Linked DNA regions of Xenopus laevis: region 2 is linked to region 1. Evidence: chromatin contacts called from public Hi-C data. All regions are on one chromosome and are shown on one strand. The core of a region is the stretch at or near the end of the contact, and the rest is flanking DNA. Distances in the headings are between cores, read along the strand shown.

Evidence for each region. A called contact is a pair of places that touch in the nucleus more often than the background predicts.
Region 2: a contact with region 1 is called in a Hi-C map of the XTC cell line, with 3 times the contacts expected there. A contact is called at or near these places in 2 of 4 Hi-C or Micro-C datasets (the XL177 cell line and the XTC cell line).

What each region holds. Positions count from the first base shown.
Region 1 is chr2L:86,266,385-86,273,632 of Xenopus_laevis_v10.1, forward strand. No RefSeq gene overlaps it. Among protein-coding and RNA genes, the nearest start is that of matn1.L, 24 kb to the left of the region's middle.
Region 2 is chr2L:86,435,048-86,442,295 of Xenopus_laevis_v10.1, forward strand. LOC108708221 (receptor-type tyrosine-protein phosphatase U-like) reads right to left here and starts at 3,355. Exons shown (of 32, transcript XM_041582130.1): 1 at 3,186-3,355. The coding sequence starts at 3,258.

The DNA.
Region 1 (7,248 bases), core at 1,642-4,141:
GAGGCTACCAAGTAGAACAGAAATTGTTACTACTCTGATTGTTACTTGCCAGCTATCACACTAAGGAACAGGGCCAGATTTACATAGTGGGTGCCCCTAGGCCCACTGCCGTTCGTTGCCCCTGTCCCCCTGAATCCTTCTGCCCGGCCGAACCAAATACTAATCTGCATATGCAAATTAGGGGCAGGGAGGGGAGTCGCGTGACTTTTTGCCACAAAACAAGTAAGTAAAAAATGTTTTCCCCTTCCGACCGCATATGCAAATTAGGATTTAGTTTCGGTTCGGTATTCACCTGAATTTTTCATGAAGGATTCGGGGGTTCGGCCAAATCAAAAATAGTGGATTTCGGTGCATCCCTAATCTAGACACCTTTCGGTCCGTTTTGGGTCACACATGTCACTCTCCTTCCAGTGACACCAGAGAAATCTGATTGTAGGGTTGGGCATGGGACTACTTTCTGTCAACCTGCCCATCACTACTGTACCATTTTGAAATAATGCCCAAGTGCAGTTTTCAATATTTATTAATAAACTTCTGAATCTTATAAATTCTGGCCTTGTACCCCTCAGTTTTCCTATACATCTGTACCAAGGAGTGGCTTTTTACAACTTGTGCCAATGTGCCATGCAGCCTGCTCTGATAAAGTTGCCCACAGAGTGGGAATGTCAACCATTCTGCCACTGTGCATTGTGTGTGTACTGTGCCATATGTGTTCTTTAGAGGAAGAATTTTCAGGCATGGTGTTAGGTTCTTTTTATGTGGGCGCCTGAATTGATTTCTAGGTTACTCTGTTTTGCATGTATTCATCCTAAAACAATTATAAAAACCTTTCCTTCCATATTAGGGAATTAATGGCAGGATTATAGATTGCAAAAAACATGACCGTGGTAACAATTCTGACTCAAACTAATCTATTTTTCTAAAAAGTAGCTATAAAAGTAGTCATTATCATCTCTAGGAGACAGCAGTTCTATGACCAATAATCTTATTATCAAACTCCTTGTTTGTTGATGCATAAACTGCAAGTTATAGCCTTTGTGGGTGTTTGGTCATAGGTAATCTGTTTATTAATTTCTACAGAGACTAAAATACCCACTAATGAATTGGTATGCATGTGCATACCAATTCATTAGTAAAAATACACATGTAGCATACGTGTCATAGTTTGTGGCCAACTATTCGTCATTATTAAAAAAAAATCTTCACTTAATTATTTTGACTTTCGCTCCTTCTGTTAACATAATCATTATTTTAAAAAAAAACCTTCACTTACTTATTTTGACTTTCACCTCTTTTGTTGACACATTTGATATCCCTATGGGCGACACGGTGCTTGTGTAGGTATTTTAGTCCCTGTAGAAATTAATGACCTAAGACCAAACACTTGCTGCCAGAAAGTAATTTTATTTTTAAAGATGGAATAAACTTTTTGACACATAGAGTTAATAATACAAAGGTGTGTTAAAGAGGTGCAAGAAGAACATTTAAAGTCTCCCTGCAGAAATAGGCAATTCAGTTCTCACTAAGGGGACTGCCTTTCATGCTGGTGACTAAGTCACTGATGGAGCTGCCACCACAGTATTCCATCGCAATCTAAAAGTAAAGAAAGAGATCTGATTTATACTGGAAACTCTTTGTAACCGATTAAATTTAGATGTACCTGGACAACTTTCATCACCTTAGCCAGTTAGGAGATCTTCCCCTTGAAATGATACTAAAACACAAGGTTTATAAAATTGTAAATAGTTACGCAAAGCTTACCAGTCTTTCTCTGAAGACTTTGAATGAAAATATGCCCTATGATAAGTGGCAACATTTCTATGTCCAGAAGTATCTGTTGAGGAAATTAAGGTCCTCTCTGACCCAGTCTTGATCCTAGACTAGGATGAAAGAAAAAAAGCTTTAGCTTACAGAGAATGCATCACTAGACTGGGAAGTACATCCCTCTAATTATTAGAGTCTAATACAACCTTAGTAAAATATTAAATGAAAGTAAATTAACCTCTTCAAAGTTGACAACTTTTGTGGTGACTTCACCTCTGTCTATCTAACCCCAGTCATACAAGTATGGATAAATAACACCCTTACCAGAATCTTTTCCCTCTCTCGGAGCACTAGACAGGGTTGCCAACTCTCCCCTCGTCTCTTCACCCTGGTGATAGAGCCTTTTGCTTTCATGATCCGGCAGACCCCTGATGTCATAGTCCTCAAATGTGGGAGGTTTGAAGAAAAAATTGCACTTTATGCAGACGACCTCTTATTATTTCTGGCAGATCCGCAAGACTCTCTTAAAATGGCACTCCAACTGGCTGACAAGTTTGGTAGCTACAGCGGCCTGGTTATTAATAAAGAAAAATCAGTTCTTCCTTTCATTAGACGCTGTACCAGGGGAAGAGGCAATTCAGGGACTATGGTGGCTGCCTTAATTCTAGTATCTTGGTGTGCTCATCTACAAAGACATGCAAAACTATATACCAGGTGAAATTGATCCAGTAATTTAAAAGTAGCTGCCAGTCACTGGGTTAATTGACCACTAACAGTATGGGGCAGAGTAAACTTGTTTAAAATGATATACCTTCCTAAATTGCTGTACCTTTTACAAAACATGGATCTCCAACATGGATCCAACATCCATCCTTCTCCCTTCATGTGGGCAAATAAACATCATGGCCCCAATAAACAAGGGAAGACTTGTCCTTCCCCACTTACAAATTTACTTTAATGCTAGCCAGTCAGCTTTTATACACAATTGGTTTAACCCGGATTCCGAAAACTCCCTTACAGCATTACATGCAACTTTGGCTGGCTCGTTAGAGGCAATAAGAAATGCACACACAGGACACCCGAAGATACCCCCGAACAGCTCCCCACATTGAACTGCCCACAAAGGGCATGGATACTCGCCACCAAGGCATTAACTAAAGCTGCCCCCTTGCCCTCTCCCCACACTCCACTGTGGAGAAATTCAAACCTTCATCACCTGCTGCATCCCCAGACTTTAATTACTGGCCCAAATTAGGGGTATGTAACCTATCTGCCTATATTGTTTGTTGTTGTGTGTTTAAAATTAGAAATAAAAACCTTTAAAAAAAATCCTTTTCACTAGTGTATAACAGTAAATACATACATCCCAGCAAAGGGAGAGAAAGCATGCAGGTACCATTGGGCAAATTAGAATCAGCAAAGGGTAGGAAAACATGCAGATACCATTGGGCACCATTGTCCAACAAGAAAGATGACAATACGTTTGTAGTCAGAAGGCAAATAATTTTTTTTAAAAAAACTATAAAAAATAAATAGAGAAGACCAACTGAAAAGTTGCTTAGAATTAGCCATTCTATAACATACTAAAAGTTAACTTAAAGGTGAACCACCCCTTAAAATAGACAAAAAACTATGACAAAAACGTGACATAATGGTGCTTAAGCTTTTGATAAATAATAATATTACTTCGGATATTTTTTCATGTTTAATTGGATTTTCTACATGTTTTCTACTAGCTCCTTGTACTGTGCCTTGCACTAAACCTCATATATTAATAATGCCATACTGGTAAAACAACAGGACAAATTCACAGTGGGTGGTATTTTAAATATGCTTCTATAAGTTGTCACAGTTCTGCAGAGCAGTAGTGAATACAATAAATTGCATTTGATGCAAAAATGCATGAGAGAGTACATAATGGCGCTATAGCTTTGCTATAAAATATTGTGACAAGTGAATGCTAGTAATTTATAAAATGTTCTATTTGTGTATTCTGTTACTTTCAAAATAAAATTTTATCATAACATTTCTATTAAAGTGTCCACAAATATTATGTTAATGTTAATGTATTACATAAAACACAATTAAAAGTAAGCTAAACCTAGAAACATAATTAAGATTCACTATGTTTTTTTTAGAAATGATGGCTATATCTCTGTATAATGATCTGCTACATGTATAGAGTATATGATAGCATGAGTCAGAAAACCTCCTGCTACAATATAATTAGATGCTACAGCTAAACTGCAATGTAGCACACCTCTGATTCAGAGAGTCCTCCCTATAATGTAGGAAGCTGCCTAACCATATGTGCAAATTTGGTCCATTTCTCACCTCAGATGATGTGCAGGCTTATTTATTAAAGGTCATATTTTTGTGTTTTTAGATGTTTTGGAAATCACAACTAAACTCACAAACTCTAAAAACGTGAATGTCATTGAATTTATTAGAAAAAATCTAAAAATAAAAAGTGAGAATGAAAAAAACACTGAATGATGCACTAAAAAAATAACACCTCTAAAAATTTGCGGTTTTTTTAAACAATTCCTAGTGGAAAAAAATCTGAAAACCACTAAAAGTCCAATTTGATTAAAAGGTGTCCAATAAGATCCACTTCCACTGACTTCTATAGCACCTTGACAATTTTAACTGGGCAAATTTTGGTATTAAAGGTTTTCGTGATTTTTTCACTTAATAAATTTTAAATGTTTCGAGATTTTAAAAAAATATAGGAAAACCGCAAATCTTTTGAGGTTTGTGGATAAAATTGCAATTTGAGGCCCATTTATCAAAGTCCAAATTTATCTCAATATTTTCTGAAAAATACTCTGACCATATCCGTGCAGTTTTTGTCAAAACTTTTGTTTGTAGGAAAAAAAATGAAAAATTATTGAAAAAAAACGAATCATACAAATTTTTGGAATTTTCCACCCGAAAACTCAGATTTTTTCCGATTTCTGCTGAAAACCACAAAAGCTTCAGAAAATTGTATGAAACCTAGCACAGATCAAAATATCTTTGGGACTTCTCAACATACCCACTACACACAGTCTAAGCCCTTGACTGTATTGCATTAGAATGAGCAGCAAATAACTTGCCTGGTAAAGTATATGTTTGCATGTTGGCAAATAACCAACTAATAAAGTAAACAATCTGGTTTACAGCCACCAGCTTCATGATAACATTAATCATAGTGTCTTGTGATATTACTATTTAACAGTCATATTGGATAAAATAATTAAAATAAAGACAGGTCTTTGCTTTTTTTTTGTTATCAGTGCCTGCAACTCTTTATCTGCCATGCTCAGTTGAGGAAAATAGCATCAATGTATTCCTGTAACTGGTGTTCTGTTTACAAAATTTTAGATCCAAATGAATTATAGAAATAATCTTTAAAAACGTTTATCTTTTGTGTTTCATACATTAGGACATTATGGGCAGGAATATAATAAAAGTCATAGAGCCAATTCAATTTAGTGAAAAAAAAGGTTTACCATGTCAAAACTCATGGACAAGATTTAATTTGGAATGTAGTTTATTTCCAAAAAAATTATCTCATTTTTAATCTCTACAGGAAGTCTACAGGAAAAATGGAAGTAAATGAGGAGAAAAGTTTTTTTCTTTGAATTAAATCTCGTCCATGATTTTTCACGTGATAACCTTTTCTCACTGAACTGAATCTGGCCCATAAATGGAAAATAAATGGAAAATAAATCTGCATAAATGAACATTTATTATTTGTACATTACTAAGCATGTTTTTTGGGCTGTTTACTCTTAGTAGAATGCTGAATCTTTTCTGACAGGATTAAAATAAATATTTGGATTATGTTACATTGGATCTTAAAAACTACTTTCATTTTTTTATCTAATGTAGGATTTGTGTCTCCTAATTTAAAACCAAGGCCCCCAACACGTTTTATTCAAATATATTAAGGGCCTTGATTAAAATCAAATTGTCTGAATTTTGATTTCTAAAGCCTACAGTACACTTGTACTACTTTCAGATCTGAAGCCCTATAATCCATGATATTTATCTAAATTTTGAGTGCTTGGTCGATCTAAATCTGAGCCCTTAATATCACATGGCTTGACAACTAGAGGTAACGCAGTTTTTTGTATGCTGACTTTTTTTGAGGAGGGGCTTATTTGCATTCACAAATGAGGGGTTTGGTTTAGTGATATACGGGCCGGTCCAAAACCTGCAGGTTTGGGTGGGTTTGTGCAGACTCCTGCACCAAATCTTCAGGTCGCAGACAGGTCTGGGTCGAGCCCTTCTCCTGCTCTCCCCACCTGTGACCTAGCACTAACTAAAGTTATAGACTCAAGACAATGAATAGGGGGGCAATAGTGGGCCGGATGTGTATTGGGTGTGGACGGGTTACGGCCGGGTGCGGATCAAGAATATCTCAACCCGCACATCAATAGTTTGATTCGGGATTCAGTCGAATCTTTTGTGGTGGATTCAGTAATTCACTTCTATAATTATGGAAACTTGCAAATGTAGGAACAGTCACACGTCTGATAAAAGCATGTTGCAACGCTGCAGGCATTCTAGCTTGATTTGTCCCTGAATTTTTTGGTGATCTGGTAACTAACCCTAGGATTCAAGGCATCCTTAAAATATTTGCAGTTTAAATACATGATTCCGAAAATAAATTCTTGCAGAAAGTTTCCACTAAAGAATCTTTAACATACACACATACTGTATGTGAAAAGTATTTACATTTTTTCAACAAATTAAACTTTTTTTGTGCGACTCATGTATGACATGTATTAAGCACAAAGAATTCTAAAAGCTGTCGAGTTCATGTAGAAGTCTATGGGAGCCATCTATGGCAATTTTAAGGCGTTTTTTCAGTGCAAGTTTTTCTTATTTTTCGATAACTAGAGTAAAAAATCGAGCTATTCAAATTTTTTTGAATTTGAATTTTTTTCAGATTCTTTAATAAATAAAGTAAGCATTCAGAGTTTTTTTTTAAATTAAAGTTTATTATAAGTAGAATAACCTGTAACATTTCACAAACTTGATTTTGTCTGGGGTTTGATACATAAGCCCAATAGTTTTACCTGTAACATTGCTACTGTGAAATGGGGATCACCTGACTGTAGTTGGGGAATGATGGGAGCTACAACATGGAGCTGGCCACTGCTCCTATAGAAACTATAGCAAAAAGGAAAGTTGTGCTCACCACTAAACAATTTTAAACCATTAGGTGTGTAACACACATCAGCATGACAGCAATTCAGGTGATTCCCACTAAGAAAGCATATGCTATTCGTATTTCATTAGTAACAAAGCATCTGGCACATGATATTCTGCAGGTGGCTGGGAATTCTGGGGAATTCATGTGGATATAAAAATATGGCACTTAGCATCTGTTTTACATTGCACTTGCATTTGTAAATAATCCCTCTAAAGCAGGGTCCCCAACTTTTTCAAATGTGAAAAGAGTTGGGGAGCAACACACGCATTACAAAAGTC
Region 2 (7,248 bases), core at 2,105-4,604, 170 kb after region 1:
ACTAAATGAGCACCACCATGTTTTCAGACAATTATCGCCCTTGCACGGCGACCAGGGAAGCTTTGTATCCAAATCAATGGGAAGCAATGTGTGGGTGTTTTCTGTAGCAGCTAAATGCTAAAATGAAATCTAAACCACTAGTAGAATATCACACAACCTAATGAGTATAAAAATGAAACAGAACAATAAAAGATAATTATTTGATGACAGTATCCATTTAATGTCTGGCTCTAGAGTACTATTTCCCTATTACACTACCAGGAAAGCCCCACGCACTTTGCTCCTCCTGGTCTTACAGTGTATCCTCTCTGCATGTAGAAGCAAGTTGCTGAATGTAAAGTCTTGTTCTCTAATAGGGATCTTAACACTCAAGTGTAGGAAGAAAGGAATTCCTTGCAATCTCCCACACGTATCCTGTGACAATGAGAGAATCTGAAGCCTCGTCAACACAGTTGGTTCTGAGACATTTTTCCAGTATGCAGTTATTCAGCAGGCATACTGCAGGAACCTTCATCCAATAAATGACACTAATATCGGCAAAAAATTAGAGCTAATTGGCATTACGGCAGAACTCCCGGGGGAAACAAATCTATTAAAAAGTATTAGGAATCTTAGTTCCTTAGTAACCTAGCTGCCCCCTCCCAAACAGTAGTTCAGAAGGCTCAAAGATCTCATTAGGTCAGTACACTGACTACAAAGTAGGAACAACCTTTTAACCCATTTCACATGTCACTGTCATTAGGTCGCTCATCTTCCTGCCCAAGAATAATGAGCAAACTCATCAGAGCCATAAAGAACTTCCAAGTGAGGAGGTGATGGACTTTGATGTCTTTAAAGAGAAGAAAAGGAGGCTGGTCAACAGAAATAATGTCTGTGTTTTTTTTGGACTGGCATCAATAAATCCTTTAACACTCAAAAGGGATAATGTATGCCCCAATACTGTATATACTTAAGTATGTGACTTATGCGAAGTTGTGCATAATTAATGATATATATATATATATATATATATATATATATATATATATATATATATATATATATATATATATATATATATATATATACACACACACACACACACACAGGTATGGGACCCGTTATCCAGAATGCTGGCTAACCTGGGGTTTTCCGGAAAAGGGAATTTGGATCTTCATAAGTAGACCTTAAGTCTACTAGAAAATCATGTAAACATTAAATAAGTCCAATAGGCTGGTTTTGCATCCAATAAGGATTAATTATATTTTAGTTTGGGTCAAGTACAAGTACTGTTTTATTGTTACGGGGAAAAAGGAAATCAGTTTTAAAAATTTGTATTATTTGGATAAAATGGAATCTGTGGGAATCTATGTATTTATATAGATATATTCATATACATTGTATGCCACAACATATGTTGACATGTTAAACTTGAACATGAAAATTGCAATAGATATTGGTAAACCCAGTCAGTTCATCTTATCTGTGCTTCTGTGTTATCCTGAGTTAGACAAAAACATATTGATCTGTGCAATAATAAATGGCTGATCTGAAAATTCCCCAATGAGTACTTTGACTTCCACTGTCTATTATATTTAGTAGAGGCACCTGGTGCAAAGATACGTGGATATAAACAAAAACAGAAGAATAAAAACATAGATTGAAATTGGATTACACTGTAACCTAATAGAAAAAATATTACAGCAGAACAGAAGGCAACAGCCGATTATTTTGCCAAATTAAATATAGCTGAAGGTACACACCCTGGCCAACATATAACTCATTTTACTCCATATAAAATGAGTCTTGTTCACCATAAAACAGTTCCCTTTAGGTCATTATGCCTTAATAAATATATCACTATGTCAGCAAAAAAAGTGTTTTTGAAACGAGCCTTGTAAATAATTAAGCGAGCTGCAGCTAATAAATGAATGTTTGTTAATTGCTAATGCCATATTTACAGCTATTCACACATACAGCTGCAAATGCGGCAGAAATGGAAGTTTATGGGTCCTCTGTAAATGGTTACTAATATACAATGAGTGGTAACCCTCCTCCTGTGTAAGGATCAAAGTGGGGACTGTTAATGTGTAAATAACAAGGAAGGAAGGGCTTAGGGAACTAAAGGTGCAGATGAGCAGAAAAGGCTACCCTGGTGTTAGGGGGGGAAGAAGGAAGGGGCAGAAGAAACAGTGGGCAAATAGACAGTGGGCACAGTGGGGGTTATGAACAGAGATGAAATCCTTACATAGATCAATCCAAATGGGGAGCCAGGGGTTAGAGCATAACTCACCCCCCCCCCCCCAAACTGAATTCAGTGTGGATATGCCGAGAAACAGGGAACAGGCACATACAGTGCTATCTTGCCTACGGCTTCTGATTGAATAACTCAATACAAAACAGTTTAACAAAAATAAAAGAAATATGGAGATGATGAAAACCAATGAAACACAGTGGGCATTGAACTGTAATGCACAGAGTGCAAATGATGAAAAGAGGGGGGTACAGTATTTTCCTATATTCAAACGGACAGGGGGGAATAGATAAAAACATACATCTGGGTGGGCACAGGTCAGTTTATACAAAGGAAGACTAATAATGACAATACTAATAATGATCATAACATAGATATAGGGACATGTAACTGGTATGGGGGTGAATAATTATCAGTGGAAGACATGCAAGAAGTAGGAAGGGGTTAAGAGGTAACATGTACAGACTGGGGCAAAAAAGCAAAATGATCTTTTACAGAACAGACACAAAAAACAATCTGGAATGGCAACTGCATCTTGGCTGGGCTCGATTCGCTACCTGCAACTCATTTTTGCTACTAGTGAACTACACGAGCCGGAGTCCTTTATTAGGCAAAGGATGATGGGAGATGTAGTTCTCGCATAAGTGCGGGCGGCCCTACAGCACAACAGGACAAAGTAGCAAGAATGGGAGAATGAGTGAGCGGAGAAATCATCCAGAAGCAGGGAAGGTAGAGAAGGGTGCTAAGAGGGGAGACTGGGTGCCAGGCTGGCTATTAGGGCACATACAAAGTGAAAGCAGGGAGTGGGAAAGAGGAGGGCACAGCCGGGGGTGCCAGGGCAGGGAAGTGCAAAACAAGTGCTAAAGGCAGAAAAAAGAAGGGCAGTAAGTGACAGGGGAAGGAGGGAAGTTATGGGAGGGAGTGCTTGGAACAATAACAAACTGTTACTGACCTGTGGGAGTCTCAGTCTCCAGGGGGAAACACAGGGGGGCAGCCAGGAGCAACAGCGCCAGCTGGGGGTGCATCCTGCCCCTTTCCCCCAAAACTGTCTCAGCTCTCCCCCCTCGGCTTCTACCTGTTCGTCACCCCCTAACTATTCCAGCCTGCTACTGTCCCCCCGCCCCCTCCCTCCTTATTCCAGCCTGCTTCAGCACGGGAAAGTTGCAGAGTGGAGCGGAGTATCAGGCTGGCTCACTGTATCAGGACTGACGTCATATGGTACATAGAGACCGCGCAACGCAGCGCCCCCTGCCAGTCATGCAGGGAAGCCGGCACAATAGTGACGCCTACTGGAAATAATGGGGACATGGAGCAACAATGACATCTGCTGGGAATTACAAGCTTCACAGCGTTTTTGTTTTTCCTTCTTTTGTTTCTCGCTGGTTTACCCTCGCCACGCGCACTGGAGATTGTGCCCTCCCCGCACCTCCTTTCTCTGCCTTCTCTTTGTACAACTGTGCTGTGTTAGCTACACGTTCTCTCCTCACTGTATCAAAAGCACGAGGAAATAACATATACACAAGGAACATTTATAAAATGTCATTAGAGCTGAGATTTAAATACAACAATAGGGTGTTCTGTATTTTTTTTGTGTTGCGATGGGATCAAATTTACTCAATAAGATACATTCGATATGATTATCAACAAGTAGATTTTGTTTTTCTTTCCATTCTTTATGGTTGTGCAGATCAGTGTATTTACCCTTCATTTTTTACATCCTACAAATAAATATATACAGGTATGGAAGAATCCATTATCTGCAAACCCATTATCCAGAAAGATCCGAATTACAGGAAGGCCATCTTCCTAAACTCTATTTTTAATCAAATAACTCAAACTGTTAAAAGTTATTCCCATTTACTCTGTAATAATAAAACAGTACCGTATACTTGATCCTAACTAAAATATAATTGATTCTTATTGGAATTAAAACAATCCTGTTTGGGGTTTAGTAGACAAATTATGGAGATCCAAATTATGAAAAGACAATATCCGATATATGCCAAGTCCTGAGCATTTTATTTAATAGATCCCATACCTCTACTATCATTTAACAGCTACCTGGGACCCAGTAGCATCGCTAGAGGGGGGCGGGCCCTGGTGCGTGACGCGCAGCTGGGCCCCGCCCCCTCCGTACGGCCGCATTTGGCCGCATTTGTCAGTGGCGCGTGAGCTGCCGGGGGGCCCTGAGGGGGTGCGTGCCCTGGCCTGCTCGCACCCCCTGCTCCCCCGGTAGTTCCGCCACTGCTGGGACCTGAGTTATGCTGAGGGTTTGATTTTACTAATAAAAATATCTCATGTTAATATCTAGCTCAGAAAGGTAGAATTCAGCAGCTATTCCCAATATAGATACCTCTGTGCCACTATAATGCCTTTGTGAGAGACAGAACTATATTCCACTGACCCATTAGCAGTGTTATTTTTCAGGCCCCCAAAATGTTTAGAGGTTGACTTGTTTTACCAATATTTATTGAAACTGTATATAAATGTGGGTTCATGGGGCCCCTATACCTCCTGAGCCCCCGGCAGCTGCAGGGTCTGCTTCCTCTATAGTTACACCCCTGCCCATTAGCATTGATTACACTCAACATAGGACACATGTACACTCAACACCTCTTATATGTCCAGGTACATTTTTTCCACTTAGATTGTGTTCCCTTAATTTTAATCAGTTAGACAATCCACGAGGATGGATTCATTTTAATGGATTCATTTTCTGACCCTAATAGAAACACTTTGAGACTTGTCGTAGACCTGTTTTCCAATACATCATATATTTGTGGAACACATAATACAAAATTGGTAATCTCATCATTAATGTTGATGGAGCATTTGGTTGGCTAAGGGAGATGATAATCACTTGAAGCACTGCATATGGCCTGCATCTCCCTTTATACAGTTCTGTTGTAGAGGATGATGTATGTTACCCAAACTGCCCTGTTTAAATTAAAAAAAAAAAAAAGAGAACAGCTGGTCGCTGAAAGGGTTGCAGCTTTACTTTTATCTGTACATGTTTTCATGACAGTTCATTCATTACAAAATGAAAGAGGAGGTATTTACATATTGACTTAGCTCCTGTAGAAAGCAAATGATGGAGCAAAGGCTGCTGAGCACCACTGTTTTCTGCTGGTTACAGACACGAGTTTAATTGCCCCATTTCGCTTTTCTGATAAATTTGCAAAACTGTGGGAAATTTAGCAAAATGGCATTTAAGTCAATTTTTATTTCTTGTGCCAAATGCATTGGTGTCAATGCTCACTCAATACATTTTCTCTGTTTTTTTTCTCCTGCCAAGGAAGAGAGCTTTCTAATTATATTATAATTTTAACAGTGTCACAGACACAATACATATTATATGCATAGGCGAGAAGTAGTTCAGTATTATCTGTAGAGGCAAAAGACAGGGGATGCTGGGAGTTGTAGATTAGGAACAGTTTGAAGGCTTGTTTTTAGATCAGCCATCAGGACGGAACAGGGGGGACAGTTCTTCCAGACCAGGTGGGTTATGGTTCCTTAAAGGGGGGGCTAGGTGTTCTCATTTATCCTGGGTCTGGGTCTGCCCCCCCCCCACACACACACACCTGTCATGAGCTACAGACTCGGGATGGGACACCCTCCCATCCCATCTGTAGTCCCTGCATCTTTGTTTCTCTGCACAGATCTCTATATTGTTCATTTTTTCAGAAGTAGTTAAGTCCTGGTGGAGCTGCATTGGGATTGGCTAGGCTGGGGAGGAAGTTCAAACTTCAGCTTTGAGTGTGTCCAATCCCCATGCGGCTCAACCGGGACTTATGAAGAAAACAAGCAGAATGGAAAGCTTTGTAGAGTAAAGAATTTGCAGGGTTGTCAGTGTAAAAAATCCAAATAAGGAGTGGAGACTGGGGAAGAGAATGGCATGGGGGGGTGGAGGTGACTGGGGAACACTGGAGATAATGACATGTGAGGAGAAGAAAGTTGCAGTGGAGCATGTGTGGGTAGGGTAAAAATGACATCTGTATTAGCAGAGAGATAACTAGTTTTCTTTGCTGGATGGTTAGATAGTAATTATGGCTCATCATCTTATGAAAAGATATACCTAATTTATTTTTTATCAGTTGAAAAAATTCACAATTTGGCTAATTTTAATGTAGCGGCCGCAATTTCAGAACTCTCCCTGGCGAGTGCTGGAATTCAATGAAGAATCGCTGCAGTATGGAAAATAACATGGTAATTGTGCTTGTAATTAAACCCTGATAAGATTGGCATTGACAGCATGAGCGACGCATAGCAATATCAAAAATGTCACTGATTTGGCCCTGTTCTGCATCTTTTACAGCCTTATGTGAATATAATTTTTCAATATATATATATATATATATATATATATATATATATATATATATATATATATATATATAGTTTTCAAACAAATAGAGGCCCTGGCCACCACTGTGTGTTTGTTTATTAACCATTAGGACCCCTAGGGAGCCCAGATGATTTTGTTTTACTGGGCCCCATGATTTGTGATGGCGGCGCTGCTTATTTAATCAATGTTTCAGAGGCTGTATTGGCAGAATTTAATTTCCACAGATTATGGGGTTTATTAATCAATAGACTGCAAAATTGTCATACTCCAGCATTCAAACCATACGCTGTAGATTCTGTCACCTGTCAGAACTCCCTAACTTAAGCTGGCCATAGACGCAGTGTACAATTTTTGGACCTTCTGTGGGCTCATCTTTTAGTCGATCGGACAGGTTAGAAAATTTCTGTCAGGCAACGATAATATCTTTGCTTGTATTGCCTCTCTGCCAATAGCCATGTGACTGTCACTACTATTTCTGGGACATAAGTTTCGTAAGATTGCTGTCTGTCATTTAATGGGCAGATTTAAGCAAGAACATCTTTTTCTTGCTTAAATCTGAATTGTGGCATTGAAGCAATCTATCAATATCCAAAAATTTGTCGTATAAGAAAAAACCTGAATATCTATGGCCAGCTTTACACCATAAGGGAGGTTAGATGGGGGGGCAATA